2 separate regions of the Rattus norvegicus genome follow, and region 1 is linked to region 2. A link is a contact called in public Hi-C data. All regions are on one chromosome and are shown on one strand. The core of a region is the stretch at or near the end of the contact, and the rest is flanking DNA. Distances in the headings are between cores, read along the strand shown.

Region 1 (3,204 bases), core at 481-2,980, 220 kb before region 2:
CAGACTTAAATGATCTACCAAAATCTAGTTGAGGAGACCCAAATTAATGTTATAACGATATAAACTCTCCCCCAAATAAATCTCTTTCTCACAGACTGAATACTAGTGGGGTTTTTTAGCCATGTACCAGTTACTACTTTTAAAAGGGGTAATCATGTCGTGTCTGTGTATTTAGTAACAGGAAACATTTCAAAATATATTAAGTGATTTAATGAGATTCTGAAACATGAGCAATGTTTGGTTAAAAGTTAAATTATGCACCTCCAACTGATTGTCTCTGGGTGAAGGAACGGGGGAATAATTTTTAAAAATCTCAGTTGCATTTCCTAAAATTTCTACAATAAACATATAATTACATTAAGTAAAGAAAAAGCCAATGAGCATTTTCTTTTTTAAAAAAATTGAAATATTCTTTTGCTCCGTCCCTCCAGATCTGGCTAGAGCTCTCTTGTTCTGACTACTATGACAATGAGGAGAGGGGACTCCACAGTTACCATTGTCTAGTCCAACCGTGTGAGCTCTTCATAAAAGCTATTGGATAGGGGTTGGGGATTTAGCTCAGCGGTAGAGTGCTTGCCTAGGGAGCGCAAGGCCCTGGGTTCTGTCCCCAGCTCCGAAAAAAAGAAAAAAAAAGAAAGAAAGAAAAAAAAAAAAGCTATTGGATGTCAGGGCATCCTTAACACAAACCCTCATACACAGTCTGCTCTCAGCAAGATGGAGCTGACACTGAGGGACTGGCTCGACTGAGACCCATCCCACAGGAGAAAGCCAACCTCTGACAATATTAGTGATACACTGCTCTGCTGTCCTGAGAGGCTCCATCCAGCAGTGAATGGAAACAGATGCGGAGACCCACAGCCAAACATCAGGCGGAGCTTAGGGAGTCTGTGGAAGAGTTGAAGGAAGGATTGAGGGAGCTGAAGGAGTCGAGGACACCACAGGAAGGCCTACAGATTCAACTAACCTCGGCCCGTGGGCACCTACAGAAACTGAACCACCAACCAAAGAGCACGCAAGGGCTAGACTTAGGGTCCCTGTTTGCAGCAGATGCCGCTTGCTCTTCATGTGGCTCCCCTAACAATTCGGAGTGAGGCTGGATGTCTCTGATTTTTTTTTGTTGCCATTAAATCACCTTCCCCTAGCCGGACTGCCTTGCTGGGTCTCAGTGGGAGAGGATGTACCTAATTCTGCTGTGACTTGATGTCCCAGGGTGGGTGGTACCTAAGGGGGGACTTCCTCTTCTCCTTAGAGAAGCAGAGAGGGCTGTGGGACGAGGGGCTTGTGAGGGTGTGTCTTGGAGGAGAGGAGGAAGGGGAGCTGCGATCGGGATTTAAAATAAATAAGTAAATTAATTAAGGGGGGGGGGGGTGATGTGTTGACCAAACTGAGAAAATTAAGAAAACGTACCTGCAACTCCTACTCCTTATTCCACCACTAGAGGGCACCATACCTCCACTAAGACAGAGCCAGGAGCTTGACTCAAAAAAAAAAAAAAAAAAAAAAAAGCTGGCTTTTTTTTTTTTTTTTTTTTTTTTCCTCCTCCAACAGAGAAAGCGAGAAAGCTTCCACAAAGATTATCAAGTCGTCCCGAAGGGGAAATGAATGTAAACCCTTCCCAAGAATGAAATGTCGATCCCAGGATGAGATAGCTTCCCTTTATCTTGGGTCTGTACGCTCTGTACTCTGTACCCGAGCCATCCTTTTCCGCCCGTACCTTAAAAAGCAGTTTTACAGAGTCTCAAATTAGATCTTGTGTTTTGCTACCCAGAGACAGCAAATTTGTGTCTGAAGCTCATTTCTCTTCCATTCACCAGTCAGCTTGAATCACTAGAAGTGTAAAAACACTAGCTGCGTTTAATTGAAAGGTTAGTGTTCCCCTTTAAATCATGTGTCTCTCCCAAGAAAACCCAAGAAGGCAGCGTTCCAGATTTACAAAACACAAAAAACGATGTGATGGCTATAAAAACCTTTTCTCGTGATTTTATTAATGGTTTCAACACAAGTCAAAATGAATGTTCTCCTGAACATGGTCCTGTTCTAAGGGTTTAAGGGGCAGCCTGCTTCACAGGGCTGTATGTGATTTGAAGACTGATCAGCCCTTGTTGATGACAGTAGACAGGCAGACAAGTCCACTCACAGGGGCAGCAATTGCTCCAGAAAAAAAAAAAAAAGATGAAACCAGACTATGTTTTATATCTAAAACAGGAGTCTACTAGATGTGAATCTTCTGTTATAAAAGCCAGGACCCGTGGAGCCTAGAAACCACCAGTAAGTCTCCATCACTAACCCGCCCCACCCCAGTAGCTACCCAAGTCCAAATCCCCACTCCCCGACTTACTGATCCCTCTGACCTCGATCAATACTCAACTCCTCTGCTTCCTGTGCCCTATCTGAAACATGAGCACGACAATGGGACTTCTTGCCTAGGAATCTCGAGGGTAAAACAAGACCAGATACAAAGAGCATTAACTGAAGGCTACACTGTAAACACTCAAAAAATAGTCACTGTTACTCATAATCTTACTGTGTGGATGACGTAGAAAGGAAGTGTCTAAGGCATCATGCTGGCACAGAGTGGGCACTAGGTGTGGGCTGTTATTGTCTTGTGAGAGAAAGGCGCAGGATACTCCTGAGGTTCTTGATCCCTTTGAAAGGTGCGTCATCCTCACTCAAATGAGACATGAGACATCCCACTCTTGAGAACGCTGCAGGTTCCTGGACTCTCGATTCCATTATCGGCCAAGGCTCCTTCTGCTAGTAACATTCTACAGAAATACCTTGCCAAGAAGAATGTAAGAAGGAGCTGATTTGAGTATATAACCTGCAGTTTAGCATACAAAATAAGATCACGTCTCCACTTATGTTCAATTTGGGGAGACTTTAAACCTCTCCCTGACCAAATCCGGTTCTTTTTCTTAGCCACAAATTGGAACTTCCCAGCATGCTTTCCCTGTGATTTTCTTTGTCTTACTTTTTATTAGCTATGTTAGTTCATGTAAGGAGTTTAATGCTGGAGCTCCATACAGAGAGCTAATGGATTCTGATTAAGCCTCCTTCACCCGTGTCTCTTCCCTCACCCCCTCACTTCTGCTAAGCCCAGTCTTCCCACCTTCTGCTCCTTTCACATATTTTTTGATGGTTTATTTATGTTTACTTAATTGGACCATGTGGGAGGGGTTATCCTCAGGGGCATGACACCTCATC
Region 2 (3,030 bases), core at 426-2,925:
TAAGTAAACCTGAAATGGTGGGTAAGACCCGACACGCCCTGAGGAACCGCGGCTGCCTGCCTGAATTTTAGACAGTGCTTAGATACTTTTTTCCTACCTCCAAAGTCCTGTCTAATAAAGTCACAATGATTCTGTTCTACCTTGCGAGGCTATACTAGAATGACTGGAACAGTGCCAAAACGGGATGGTTTTATCTCAGTCTGATATCTGCTAACGGGTTTTACGGCTGAACCTCCTTGAAAAGCAAATAAAAGCGTTAGGTTGGGGGGGGGGTGTCTTTTGTTGTTACTGTTCATTTCCTCAGAACCCGTTTGGTTCTGTTACCTGTTCATACATTTTCACGTAGCCTCTTTGGCATCCTTGCTAGACTCACTGAATCCGCAGTGACTCAGCAGAACGCCAGGGAGGGGCGCCTACCGCAGAGCGAACAGGGGCTTCCCGTGCGCAGGGAAACAGAGGTGCCACACCCACGCTCTCCAGACCATACCTTAGTGCACCTCCTCCATTCAGGAAGGGGGGGCAACCCCCCCAGCCATTCTCAGCTTTAGTTACCTTGGTAAAAAATACCCCCAACATTTTGAGTTTTTTTTTAGTAGTCAAGCAAACTAGCAATCGGACGAAAAGGTTTAAACAAGTATTTTTAGTCCAATTCCCATTATTTAATGGTACCATGATTTAGAGCAAAATTTCAACGTACTCCCATAACAAACTTTACGTGCCTTGATTTCTGATTGCTTTAAATGATGTAAAAAAAATGTTTATCTAATACCGCCAAACCAGCCCACCTGATTCATTCTTAGTGAGAACTCTGCTGTGCACACACAAACCGAAGCAAACAATTCTCTTAATATTTTAAGAGCCTGGACGCGTGCCGGTGTCCCCCGGGGTTTCCATTTCTGGCTCCCAAACAACACCTAAAGCCGTGGCCACACAGCGCGGCAAGATCCAGTCACACCTATGCAGTAACCACACCACTGTGAGGCCAGAACCAGGAAATCTTAAGTCGCTCTGCGGCAATCTCGGCTGCTGGATTCCTAAATCACATGCCATGGTCTAGAAATCCTAAATCACGCCACAACAATGACCAGCTCTGAAAATCCTACAAGACACCCAGGCGTTACCAAGGTTCGCGATTCCTAAGTTGCTTCATTACCACCTTGTAAATCATACCACAGCAAAGACCCAGACAAAAAAGACTAATTCTCACCATGGTAATGCAACGATTCTAAAATTCTTAAGTCTCACATGACTAAAGCCTGGTTCTAAAAATCATCAGTGAAGGCGATTCCAAGTTAGGGCTGTGCAGCCACCTTTGGGTGAGAATTTTTGCCACCCGCATCTCCGGGGTGCGGGCTGGCCACACCCCCTCTCTGGGCACGACTGGCAGCACCCACCTGCGCAAGCGATCTCGGCGCACCATGGCCGCATTATCCCATGCCGCCCGCCGCAGGATTGCGGATCACAGGGCGCGCCGAGGCGCCTACAGCGGTACAGGATCGGGGATGGCCTCGGCGCAGCCCACGGTCCGCAGGGCGGCCCGCGGCAGCGACAAAAGAGGCAGCAAGCGGCAACTCGGGCGAGCCTGCAGCACTACGCCGGGTGGCGAGGTGCGGCTGCCGCAGAGGAAGGCTGCTGCGCCTGTGAGGATGCACCGGGATGTGCTGGTGGCCGAGGCAGAGAGGAGCGAGCGGGCACCGACTTTTAAGGCCCACAGAGCCCCGCCTCTGGCCCGCCCACCGTGCTGCAGCGCCCCTCCTTCTCGCTCCCGCCGCAGAGCCCCTCCCCACAGCTGCAGAGAAGGGGGGCCTCTCCCGTGGGCGCCCCCAGGGGTATCGACCCCGCTACCCCCTCTTTCCTTACAGATCTCTAAACCTGAACCCCAGATTCTGCTAAAGAAAGCTTTCCCATGTGTTAATGCTTCGGGCAAGGATGAGAATGTGTGAGATATCCCTCCCCAACCCATCCCTTGGACCACGCACAGGTCTCCTGCCCCCCGGAAGGCATAAATCACCCCAGGGCTAGGGTGCTTATTGCGGCTCCCACTTCTTTTCTACCTCCTACAGGGGTTCTGAGCCCGAAAATGTGGGTCACCAATGCGCGCGCGGCAACCCCAAGCCCTTAACCCCTGATAACAAAGAAGGAAAGGCACACTAAATGTTTAGGGAATGGACAGATTCTGTGGTATCTGTGGCCAAGTGGACACATTCATGGATGGGCTGTGATCGCATAGAATGAGCCAATGTCCCCACCACGGTAGCACCGGTACACTTCCTTTGCGGCAGCACAACGTGGTCCGCATACCAGAAGCTGCTGCAGCGCCCATCTGGAGCAGCATTGGGGACCGTTCATCGGGGGGGGGGGGGGGGGGGCACAAGCTTCTCTATTTATGTGCCACACAATCACAGTGCAAACACTCTAGAGGTGCGGACAAAACTGGAGATTTTTTAAAACTCCAAACCCCTTAAAAGTCATTTTTCAAGCCTTTGCAAAGTGCGGAGCATCGTGATGCCTATGTGAGGTTTGGAGCTGTACCCTGAAATTCTAGCAGCTTAAGCGAGAGCTAGCTAAGGACGCTGCGAACGCAGGCCGGCCCAATGGGGGCGCTGCAGGCCTCTCTTCGGCACCCGATTTGCCGCAGCTTTGGCTTTGCAACATCCAAGCCCAGCTATGCAGTCGAGCAAGATTCGGCCAGAGGACCGCAGTGGGTCAGCGGAATCCACAGGGATCTAAGCTGTGGGCATCTACCCACGTTCCCGGAGTTCGGGACCACCCAGCTGACACTGAAAATGCCAGCACCTAAGAAAGGGTCATCAGAACGCATAACACGGTCCAGGGTACACTTCTTCGTGGATGGCAGGAAAACAAATGATTGTGCAGAGCCTCCGCAGGGCGATACACAGGACTATGAAGTGAATGAGTGATCGGAGGGTGGCACTTTTTACATTTTCTTTTTGATTTCAGAATATTTTCTAACATGTCGGGCCTTTCTTTCCCAGCCTTAGACCCTCAAAGCCTTGTCTCATTCACCTT

The links. A called contact is a pair of places that touch in the nucleus more often than the background predicts.
Region 1: a contact with region 2 is called in a Hi-C map of frontal cortex, with 2.1 times the contacts expected there. The contact joins the enhancer-like site here to the promoter of Mest in region 2. A contact is called at or near these places in 2 of 12 Hi-C or Micro-C datasets (frontal cortex and kidney).

The regions. Positions count from the first base shown.
Region 1 is chr4:60,545,172-60,548,375 of GRCr8, reverse strand. No RefSeq gene overlaps it. Among named protein-coding and RNA genes, the nearest start is that of Klf14, 22 kb to the right of the region's middle. Within about 2 kb of position 1,730, at least 7 of the 93 cell types and tissues checked have an H3K27ac peak or open chromatin away from gene starts, as enhancers often do.
Region 2 is chr4:60,320,459-60,323,488 of GRCr8, reverse strand. Mest (mesoderm specific transcript) reads right to left here and starts at 1,675. Exons shown (of 12, transcript NM_001009617.2): 1 at 1,395-1,675. The coding sequence starts at 1,420.